Linked DNA regions of Xenopus laevis: region 2 is linked to region 1. Evidence: chromatin contacts called from public Hi-C data. All regions are on one chromosome and are shown on one strand. Each heading gives the region's core, a stretch centred on a gene start, on an enhancer-like site or on the middle of the called end of the contact. The rest is flanking DNA. Distances are from core to core; before and after follow the strand shown. Region 1 holds the start of zmynd12.L (zinc finger MYND domain-containing protein 12). Region 2 overlaps foxj3.L (forkhead box protein J3).

Region 1 (6,010 bases), core at 2,605-5,104:
CAAGAGTGCTTGCCGTAATTAAAAAAAAGCCTCTGGGCATGTTACTATAAAATGATAGAGCTGTTTGGATATATATAGTACCAATTAAATTCAGTTTTCTGCTGCAGACTGTGCTGATTTTTATGCTTTCTTTTGATATTTTAAGTACATCATCCCGAATCCTAAATATCTTTCCAGCTACAACAGGCCTAACCTATACTAACCCTGCAGTTGCATTCACAGCTGATTGCATTACACACCACTTAGGCCATCTGTTATTTGAGGATATATCTGTTTGCTCAGGAAAGCACTCTATTTAAAACAACTTCTGAACTGCATGATCTCATATGGATTTCATGTTTTTTTTTCACTCACCATCTGTTTTTTGTAACAGTTCTTCTACTGGAGAATGCCATATACTAACTTGCCATAGCTTTATGCTGGGTTTCCCTCTGGCTCTGTGCCATCTGCATTCCCAATCTATTGGATTCATAAACTCCAGCTAATTCAGCTGTAAATGATCTCTTGAATATTGCTATTTTAGCCAGAATCCAACACTGTCATGCAGAATACATCCACTTACCAATGTTAGCTTCAGCAAGGATAAGGTATGCAGGCACTAACTCCACTGTTGCCAATCCAAACACATCAATGGTGAAAGAAAGGGAATGCATGGCTGCTGGGATTACATCTGCATGCCATCCCCCATAAAGGTGCTTTTGGGCTTCCTTTAAGGTAATGTCAATCAAATGTTTCTGTTAAAGAAAATATACAAAGCTGATTATCAGAATAATAACATAATAATAATAAACCTTATCAGTCAAACAAATGGAACACATACAATAGTTCTCTATATATATAGAGCTCTGAGTCCTCTGTCAAAAGAAACACTGTATTTCTTATCTTCTATTGTGTACACATGGGCTTCTGTATCAGACTTCTTGCCTTCAGCTTAAACCTCATTGCCCTGGGCATGAGCATGCTCAGTTTGCTCCTCCCCCCCCCCTTCTCTGCTGTAATCTGAGCCCTGAGCAGGGAGAGACTCAGGCAGGAAGTGATGTCACGCCAAGCTAATACTGCAGCTGCTATCCTAAACAAACAGAGAGTTTCTAGAGCTTTTTACTCAGGTATGGTAAAACATTCTACAGAATAAATATAGCATTCTAGCTTGCACTATTGCAGCTAATCTTTTGGCAATAAAATGCCTCCATAGCTTTCCTTCTAGGAAAGTGTAAATCACTAATGGCTTACCTGATACCCTGTATCGTCTCAACGAGCACCATGGAGTGATGCTTTTCCTGCATCTTCTTTCTTTTCGTGGGTGTGCATGTTCAATATAGTAAAAAGCAAAACTTATACAAAAAAGTTTTTACTCTACTGTGCATGCGTCTGCTGCAGGCATTGAAGGAAGATGAAGTAAAAGAAGAAGAGTATCAGTCGGTAGTGCTCAGTAAGAAGAACCCCAGGTCAGTGAAGCTTTTTGCTAAAAGGAGCACCAGACCAGAGTTCCTTTTGCTTTAATGGTTTTTGGAATAAACCATTGTTGTTCCGTTGGTTTAGACTAGAGTCACATAGAGCTGAACTCAGCAGGGCAATTTCAGCACTTATGGTGGCAGACACCTTCTTCTGTTTGCATCTGGAACCATTGTGTTGGCTCTGGTGCAAACACACCTGGCAGATTTATGCAAAGAAACCTCAGGATTTTTATCTCTGTTTGGGTCACTGTTCTTAACTGCATTGCTTAAACCAGAGCACTGGAATATTGCCTATCTTCCAATTTTGATGATATGGCTAAAAAGGTTACATCATTGTTCTCTCATATATTGTACCAGCATGTTATATTCCTGAGTTCCTAACATCTCTCTTGTATGCACTAACCTTTCTCTGTAATAACTGCTCCAAATGATGGGCTCTCTCTTCTGCAGAGCTGCCAAATGGATGGGCTATGCGCAGGGGGATCAATAGTTGGCATATCTTCTCATGGACACTTACCCAGTCAGCCTGTTGATGATCAGAATCACTAGAAAACAAATTCACAAATAAACCTGATTTTGTTATGCAAGTCTGTAATAAAAACAAACCCGTTACAACTCATCCATGTTGCGTTAAAGGGATTCTGTCATGATTTTTATGGTGTCGTTTTTATTTCTAAATCACACTGTTTACACTGCAAATAATTCACAATATAAAATTTCATTCCTGAACCAACAAGTGTATTTTTTTAGTTGTAATATTGGTGTGTAGGCAGCAATCTCAGGTCATTTTACCTGGTCATGTGCTTTCAGAAAGAGCCAGCACTTTAGGATGGAACTGCTTTCTGGCAGGCTGTTGTTTCTCCTACTCAATGTTAAGGTGGCCATACACGGGCTGATAAAAGCTGCCGACAGACCGAGTCGGCAGCTTATTGGCCCGTGTATGGGGCCCCCCAACGGGCTTCCACGATCGAGATCTCGATCGGATGGGACTAGAAATCCCGTCGGATCGCGGCCGCATCTGTTCGTTGATGCGGTCCCGCGATTCAACCGTCCGTTACAATTTGTTAACAGACAAATCACATGACTTGGGGCAGCTGGGAAATTGACAAAATGTCTAGCCCCATGTCAGATTTCAAAATTGAAAAAAAAAAATCTGTTTGCTCTTTTGAGAAATGGATTTCAGTGCAGAATTCTGCTGGAGCAGCACTATTAACTGATGCATTTTGAATTTTTTTTTTTTTCCCATGACAGTATCCCTTTAATTTTTAGTATATTATAGAAGCAGCAGTTCTTAGAAACCTTTCAAGTAATCTTCATCATTTATGTTTTATATTTAATTACTTACCTTCTTCTTCTGATTCTTTCCAGTTTTTAAATGGGGGGGGTCACTGACCCCATCTAAAAGCAAATGCTCTGGATGGCTAGAAATGTATTGTTATTGCAACTTTTTATTACTCATCTTACTGTCCAGGTCATCTCCTATTTATATTCCAGTCTCTTATTTAAATCAATGCATGGTTGCTGGGGTAATTTGGACCATAGCAACAGATTGCTGAAATTGCAAGCTGCTGAATAAAAAGCTTAAAAAAACATAAATGATAGAGCTTGAAAAATGAAAACCAATTGTCTCAGAATATCACTCTCTACGTCCTACCAAAAGTGAATGCAAAGGTGAACAAGCCCTTTAACCTCTTAGAACTGATCTGGCTGTTTTATATATTACTTTCTAATAGGGATGCGCCGAATCCACTATTTGGGATTCGGCCGAATCCCCGAATCCTTGGTGAAAGATTATTCGCAAATTAGCGGCAGGAAAGGAAAAAATTCTTCTTTTGTGATGAAAAGTCATTTGATTTCCCTACCTGCCCAGGCACAAGGATTTGGCCGAATCCGAATCCTGCTGAAAAAGGCAGAATCCCAAAACTGAATCCTGGATTTGGTGCATCCCTACTTTCTAAATGCATCAGTAATTGTACCTGGGGAAGTGATACTGGGGCTTATTGACAAACTTGGGTGTTAAATTGCAACTAAAGTGCAATAGCAAACAGCAACCAAACAGCATTTAGTTTTAAGCAGTCTACTACAAATGACAAAATAAAAGCACATATCCCCTCCATTCATTGCCTTCACTTGATGGTGGACTTACCAATAGTAGGTGACTTTGCAGCCAGGGCACTGGAGATAGGCCGGGCTATTGCACAGCTCGCACTGCAGTTTGACACCTTTAGGGTTAGACAGGGGGTTCACGGCGGCCATGGGTTGAGCGAGAAGCAGCAAGTCGTACACTTCGTTCTTGCGTTGCTATGGACGCTGGAGTCTCCTCCGACAAAGACCAATTGCGCATGCGCACTCCGATATGCATGTATTTGCTTTCCGGCTTCCGTAGTTGTCTATGCCAGGCAGAAACGTACAGGACGGAGGCTGATAAGTAGAATCAGGAATGTCTAAGCTATGTTCAATCGCAGCTTTCAGTAAAGGGGCTTGAAGTTTAGCAGCAGCTGGCTGGGAGGATGCTGGATATATATGTACACGATACCCTAATAATAAGTACAATAGATGTTGCCCAATACAAATATGGCTACGTCGACCCGCTTACCTACCCGGAAATAGCGCGCCTCGGTGTTAGTAATTCCTCTGCCTGTCCCCTTTGCAGACCCGTCTGTGTGGCCGTGTCATTCCTATTCATGGCTGAATCTTGTCAGAAGCTTCACCAAGACTTTGCCCCTCCGCAGGCATGGATAAGGGAGGCGGCTGGGGCCATGGCGGAGTTCGCCAGAGATCACGGCTCCCGGGGCACAAGGGTCGTTCTAATAACATCGGGCGGAACTAAGGTGCCCCTGGAGTCACGCACTGTGCGCTTCTTGGATAACTTCAGTAGCGGCAGGCGGGGATCTGCCTCGGCCGAGTACTTTCTGCGGGCGGGTTACGCGGTCATCTTCCTGCACCGGCACCGCTCTATGTACCCGTACAGCCGGCGCTACACCTCCCACAACTGGCTGGACACGCTGCGACTGGTGCCTTCCTCGGATGCGTCCGGCCATCAGGTGCAGGTGCAACAGTCGCAGTTACCGGACATTGTCCGCGTTCTACAGGAATACAGCAGCATGAAGGAGTCGGGCCGGTTACTGCCGGTGGAGTTTAACACCCTGTCCGACTATCTGCACCTCCTGCAGGCGGCAGCTCAGGCTTTCAGCCCGCTAGGTGGGTTCTGCTGCAGAGACGTAGCTACAATTTACTTGGGACCAGTACAAAACCCTTCTGAACTTTGCAAATGAAAGATTTCTTTGTAAACATGTATTGCAACTGCTTAGCTCAGCTGTCAGTGATCCATTGGAGCATTTGCAGGGTCTGATTTCTGTATAGTTACCCCTTCAGTAACCTAGCTAAATCCCTTTTGGCCTGGGTGTATAATTTGCACCTAGTCAACCATACATACTAGTCACCCAAACCCTCCACCCACTTCTGTTTGCAATAAGCCATGGTATCCCCTGCACAGTCGCTCAGCCTCCTGTTTGCTCCACCACTGTACACTAGTGATGTGAGGGTCAGGAAAAACTCAACCAGCACCCAACCCTAACCCCACAAAATATTGCCATTATAGGACCTGCACCCACCTGTACCCAAGCATCTCACAGTTAACTCTCTTTCTGTGTGTGCCTCTGGTTCCAAGACAGAGAATGTTTGTAAGTCGTGTAGAGTTACTTTCCCAGTCTGACCCGCACCCAATCCTAATCCACAATAGCTGGCCAAATTTCAACCCAAACCCAGCCAGTGGGCAACCCACATGTTTTGGGTCATCATGCACATCACTACTGTAGAGTCCTGCACAGGTCCATTTTTGGAACCCATACCCGCAACCCGCATTCTTACCCGCAAGTACCTGTATCCGCAACCTGGACCCGCTGACTATCAAGAATCAGGAAGTGCTGTCATCAGAAGTAGACGTGATCAGAAAAAAGGAGTAAAGATCTCAATCGAGAAGACCCGCGGCCCAACCCAGCAGAACCGCCGACCCGCGTCTATACACGCACCTGGAACCCGCAACCCACAGGTTTTTGCAGGTAACCCGCGGGTACACGACCTGCTGCAGGACTCTACACTACTATACACCTCTGCCACAAAGGGGAGGATGATTCTTGCATTTTTTATTTTAACACTGGGAGTTTCCAGTTTTACCTCTAGGTGTGTTATGCTGTACTGTGGAAGAGGGGTTGTGCCCCAAGAAACAATGTCTGGACAGGATTCAAAATAAATTCCAGCATTTCAAGTACAGTACACAGAAGCCTAAACAGGCCCAATATATCATGTCTCTCGATGATATCTTAAAGCAGTCTCTAGAATCTACAGACTGCCAGTCTGGGCCTGCAAAAGGGTATTTCTTATCCCAGTTTAAGGAGTGGCTGTACCTCTAGGTAGCTTATTTTGTAGCGCAAATATGGCAAGGAGGGGTTCTGTCTGTAGGTTGTATCGTAAAACAGGACAGACAGCAGTACTGTTCTGCATTAAAAAAAAAGGTAATTTTATTTGTTACATAAAAACAAGGCCAGAGCCCGAAA
Region 2 (6,010 bases), core at 1,136-3,635, 110 kb before region 1:
GTGTACATGACCCAATAAGACGGCAGCTTCACATAAATTTCCACTGATTAAATGGGCTCTCTATAGAGAAGCTGGACATTTTCTAATGGTTGAGCCAGACAAATTATCCATACTAGCATATGGGGCAGATTTATCAAAGGTCGAATTTCAAATTTATAATTTTTTTTTTTTTACTCTAATTAATTTAAATGTACTCAAAACTTGATTGTTATCTAATTTAATGAAAAACTTGAATGTCTAAAATTCAAAAGGAACTTTACTCACCCAAAAACTCTAACCTAATTCATATTGATTTGATTCGAGTTTTTCTCCAAAAAAAGTTGAATGTCAGGAAGGCTATTAACATCTTCTAATGGGTCAACAGGCCTCTGCCATTGACTTGTAAATGAATTCGGCAAGTTTTAGGTGGCATATATTCGAATTGAATTGACCTCATGGTCGAGGTGTGATAAATCTCACATTCAAATTTACATTTGGTTTCGTGCTTTTAACTTCAAATTTGTGAGTTTCAACACAAAAATTTTCCTTTGAATTTACCATTTGACCCTTAATAAATCTGCCCCTATGTATTGACAGCTTAAAGGGGTTGTTCACCTTTAAATTAACTTTAGTATGATGTAGGGAATGATAGTATGAAACATTTTGCAATTGGTTTTAATATTTTTTATTTGAATTATTTAGCTTTTTATTCAACTGCTCTCCAGTTTGCCATTTCAGCAATCTAGTTGCTAGGGTTGAAATTACCTTAGCAACCATGCATTGATATGAATAAGAGACTGGAATATGAATAGGAGAGGATCTGAATAGAAAGGGGAGTATTAAGTATCAATAACAATAAATGTGTAGCCTTACAGATCATTTGTTTTTAGATGGGGTCAGCGACTCCCCAGTTGAAATCTGGAAAAAGTCAGAAGGCGACAAATAATTCAAAAACTATAAAAAAAAAATTAAAAAAAGAAGGCCAATTAAAAAGTCGCTTAGAATTAGCCATTCTATAAAATACTAAAAGTTAACTTAAAGGTGAAGCACCCCTTTAATCACTAAAGAAAGGAAAACCTTGCAGAAAGTACAGTTAAAGCACAGTGAAAAATGTATACCATATATATTCGTGCATAAGCCGAGTTTTTCAGCATCCAAAATGTGCTGAAAAAGTCTACCTCGGCTTATACTCGGGTCAGCGGGCAGTAGCTGAGATTGCAGTCACTTTTAATCATTCCTATACCAACAGTTCACTTGGGGAGAGACTGCAATATCCCACAATGCTTTCTGTTGGTTATATGAAAGAATAACAGTGCGCCCTCTGTTGGTTTTATGAAAGAATAACAGTGACTGCAATATCACACAGCGCCATCTGTAGGTTATATCAAAGAATAACAGTGACTGTAATATCACACAGCACCCTCTGTTGGTTATATCAAAGAATAACAGTGCGCCCTCTGTTGGTTATATGAAAGAAAAACAGTGACTGCAAATATCACACAGCACCCTCTGTTGGTTAAATCAAAGAATAACAGTGCGCCCTCTGTTGGTTATATGAAAGAATAACAGTGACTGCAATATCACACAGCACCCTCTGTTGGTTATATGAAAGAATAGCAGTGCGCCCTCTGTTGGTTATATGAAAGAATAACAGTGACTGCAATATCACACATCGCCCTCTGTTGGTTGTATGAAGGATTAACAGTGATTGCAATATCACACAGTACCCTCTGTTGGTTGTATGAAGGATTAACAGTGATGGCAATATCACACAGCGCCATCTGTTGGTTGTATGAAGGATTAACAGTGATGACAATATCACACAGCGCCCTCTGTTGGTTGTATGAAGGATTAACAATGATGACAATATCACACAGCACCCTCTGCACATGGTAGTGGGACAGTGGGACAATGCACACAGTAATCCGTTTGACAATTCTCTGTCACCATCAACTTTGCAAAGAAGTCCGGTTGATCGCTGGGGGGGTCTCTTTTGGCGGAATGTGCGCTGCTGGGAGACAGGGCTGTAGTTGTGTCTAGGCTTATACTAGAGTCAATACGTTTTCCCAGTTTTTGTAGGTAAAATTAGGTACCTCGGCTTATACTCGGATCGGCTTATACTCGAGTATATACGGTATATGGTTTATGAGCCAGCAAGGCTTAGGCAAACTATAAAAAGAAACAACCTTTCTATATATATTTGTCTTTAAACACAAAGGCCATGATGTGCAATATTTTGGAGCTCTAGATGCTGCTCTACTCCTTAAAGCAGGGGTGCCCAGGAAGTCGATCGTGGGCTACCAGTAGATCCCAGTCATGTAACTGGTAGACCGCGACCTGGGGCTCTGCGTCAGTATAAAAGACATCTGCCTGGACTCAAAGCAGAGGAGGAGGGCGGGCTCAAAGCAGAGTGGAAGTGCCGGCTCAGAGGAGAAGGGCGACTCAGAAGAGAAGTGCAGAAGGGCCGGCTGAGCTGAGGGGAAGGGACACAGGGGAATGAAGGGCAGGCACGGGGAAGGAGTGCAGGCTTCAACAAGCACGGAGACAGGGAAGGAAGGGAGGACTGCAACAGACACAGAGGGGAAGGAAGGGAGGACTGCTACAGGAACGGACACAGAGGGGAAGGAAGAGAGGACTGCTACAGGAACGGACACAGAGGGGAAGGAAGGGAGGACTGCAACAGAACGGACACAGAGGGGAAGGAAGGAAGGGAGGGCAGGCTACAGACACGGACATAGAGAGGAAGGAGGGCTGAGAGCAGCAAGCACGGAGGGGAAGGGAGTGTGTTCAAACTTTCATAACCTGCCAAATTTTGTAAAATGAACATGGTAATCAGGGGATGTGGCCACAAAAAATAGGCGTGGATTAAAAAATTGCTGCGCGTTATCAAGATAGATCTCCTGCTGGGAACCAGGTGTCGAGAGTAGATCCCAGTAAAACAAAGTCTGGGCACCCCTGCCTTAAAGTAACAAAGAAATCTTTAGTTGAAGGGAGGAATGTCAGGGTGCTAGAGGAATCTATTATATACTCAGAGCGCTATACATATCTGTGCCTTTAAAGGGCAACAAAAGGCTCAAAAATCATTATGTTTGTAGTTCAGTCTGAGACAGCAGCATAGGGGTCAGTGTTTGGTGGGAGCAAATGGGCCTGATGTCAAAAGATCTGGTCATTTGACAACCGCTTTTCACATGTATGGCCAGCTTTACTTCTATTTTGGAATCCTCCAGTATGTCCTGCAAACAGTGCAACTACATACACAGGTCTGGGTGTGCATTTAGCCCTAGGAAAGAGGAGAGGGCTGGCACAGATTCCTGCCCATGCTGTAAAAAAATGAAGGTAAAAAGTCTGCAAGACAAAAATAGCTATATAAAAACATTATTCCATGGATCCATTCTTCAGGGTTTCTTGTTAAAAATTTTTTGGTAGATCCTTCTTCTGGTGCTATATTAGTAAACGCAAAGGAGAAGGAAATGTAAAATCAGTAGAGGTGCCAGGTTGCTGGGCACTCCCAGTGATTCTAGTCACTTACCTGCTACCCCCAAACTGGTGCTCCTCTTCTTCAAAAAAGCCATCAGCCCAGAATACTGTTTGAGGGTGTCGTGCCACCATCTTGTTCTCGTGTCCAAGGTATCTCCTGCATCTAAAGAAGTTGGGTGAATAGGCAGTACAAAAATTGGCAAATAGGTTCTGTACTGCACATCCACTTGCCCAGGGGAAGCCTGAGGCAGAGAACAGGATGGTGACATGGTAGAAGGTTAAGTGACTAGAATCGCTGGAAAGCCACCCAATTTGGCACTCCCAAGTGATTTTACTTCTCCTTTAATGTACATCTGTGTTGTCTGTGTAGTTCCTTCCTCCCAGAAACACACAGTCACAATACAGAATACAGCTCTATGCAAACAGACACACACAAATATCTGACAATGTTAGCCCCAGACATGGGAAAATACAAAGCAAAGGATAATGTGAAATAAAAGGAAGATAAGAGAGAGCAGACAAGGAAAACAGGATACAAAGTGACATCAAAAGGCAAGGAGAATTAGGTAACACAATGTTAAAGCAGTACAGAAAGCAGCTAACAGTGATGTTACTTGGCACCACATGAAATAATTTTTCAGGCCCCCAAAAGAGGTTGACCTGTTTAACCAATATTTATTTAAATTGAACACGAATTTGGGCCTCATGGGCCCCTATACCACCTGGGCCCCCCTGCAGCCACGGGGTCTGCTTCCTCTATAGTTACACCCCTGGCAGCCAAAAAGAGAGAACCATATATAGAAGGGGAGGAGCAAATAAGAAAAAGGTAATACATAAGAAAATGGAGATTTTTATATTGAAAGGTAACAGAGAAGATAACAGTTTACATGATAAAAAAAAGCAAAAAACAGGTGAAGAAAGAGGATGATAAACATTCTATTTCATTAACATATTCTTCATTGAGCAAAGAAAAGCTGTAACAAAAAACCAAAACACACACACACAAACAAACACACACAGAGCTCTGGATATCCTATTTGTTTTTAAGCCTTCCCTCTACACATAAAACACCCCCAAGAACAAGATGCTTTAACAGAATATAACAAGCATGTTTAATATCTTACCATTACTGCAGGGTATTTGTTGCTGTGTTAGAGATGTCTGATGTGCTAGAGATTGATGCTGATGGTTGGGATGATGCTGTATGTGCTGATGTTGGGCAGGGTGCTGGGCATGCTGCTGAGGATGTTGAGGCTGATGAGGACTTTGTTGATGACAGTGAGATGTGTGCTGAGTACAATGTTGAGGATGCTGATGATGCACTACATTGTGGTGTATGTGGGGTGAATGTTGTGACTGAGTGTGAGATAAGTGAACTTGTCCAATGGAGTCGCCTACACTTGTGCCAATGTTACTTGAATGGTTATTTGTTAGGTTATTTTGGCTACTATGCTGCTGAGAACTCATTGTGCTGCTAGGGGAGTGCTGATAGGAGCAAGGAGAATGTGTCTGCTGGGAGGACTCTGAAGGCAGGTTCATCAAACCTGGAACACAATAGAAAAAAAAAAAAAAAAGACAATTTTATTTCCCTTTCTTAAATCCTGTTACCACAAAATAGCACATAATACTGCAATTAGATGACTACGATCACAAGCTCACTATGAGCCCTTATCTTGGCCCCCTAACAAAAATATTAGCCATATTTATAAATAGGGATCGGCAAATTGTTGTTGCCTTGTTTTACTGCAAAAATGACGCCAATATACTTGTATGGCGTCGTGCAACAATTTCGCCGGCAGCTAATTTTTGGCGAAACGAAAGGGGTCAAATTCGCCCATCCCTATTTATAAAGCCCCAACATTTTTCGAAACACGCTGTACAATGAACTGGTATATAAAATGAGCAAACAGATTTAAAAAACAACAACCAATACAAGAAATACAAAGAATCTCTCATATACAAAGGTATGGGAAAACTCCAAATTATGGGATGACCATCTCCAATACACTACATTTTAATCAAATAATTAAAATGTTAAAAAATGATTTCCTTTATCGCTGTAATAAAACAGAAGCTTGTACTTGATCCCAACTAAGATATAATTAATCCTTATTGTAGGCAAAACAATCCTATTGAGTTTAATTAATGTTTACATTTTTTAAGCAGACTCAAGGATCCAAATTACAGTAATACCTCTTATCCAGAAAACCCCCAGGTCCGGATTATTCTGGATAACAGGTCCCACACTTGTATATATAATACTGCCCCTCCCCCCAAAAATCCACAGTGATCAAATAATGTCTATATGGCTATTTCATAGTTCACAAAGCATTCTAGTAGAGAAGAAAGCTTCACCTTAAAAGAGCAGTAATACCAAAGATGGAAACATTCAAATATAATGCTAGCCTGCACTGGTAATAATTGTGCCGCTGCTTGAGAATCACTAGTAAAATGTATACATATATAAGGTGGTGGGTGTGTAGTTATGGAGGCAGCCATTCAAGTTCAATGGGCAGAAAATGCACTTTTACAGATAAGCTGTGTAGAATACAAT

Evidence for each region. A called contact is a pair of places that touch in the nucleus more often than the background predicts.
Region 2: a Hi-C map of the XTC cell line shows a contact between it and region 1, with 3 times the contacts expected there. The contact joins the enhancer-like site here to the promoter of zmynd12.L in region 1. A contact is called at or near these places in 2 of 4 Hi-C or Micro-C datasets (the XL177 cell line and the XTC cell line).

What each region holds. Positions count from the first base shown.
Region 1 is chr7L:98,648,199-98,654,208 of Xenopus_laevis_v10.1, reverse strand. It overlaps zmynd12.L (zinc finger MYND domain-containing protein 12), which reads right to left and starts at 3,854. Exons shown (of 8, transcript XM_018226080.2): 1 at 3,601-3,854; 2 at 1,858-1,999; 3 at 563-734. The coding sequence starts at 3,710. ppcs.L (phosphopantothenoylcysteine synthetase L homeolog) reads left to right here and starts at 3,877. Exons shown (of 3, transcript NM_001092270.1): 1 at 3,877-4,655. The coding sequence starts at 4,214.
Region 2 is chr7L:98,759,391-98,765,400 of Xenopus_laevis_v10.1, reverse strand. foxj3.L (forkhead box protein J3) reads right to left here. Exons shown (of 14, transcript XM_018226066.2): 9 at 4,581-5,000; 10 at 3,509-3,619. Among protein-coding and RNA genes, the nearest start is that of efhd2.L, 40 kb to the left of the region's middle. Within about 2 kb of position 2,385, at least 1 of the 7 cell types and tissues checked has an H3K27ac peak or open chromatin away from gene starts, as enhancers often do.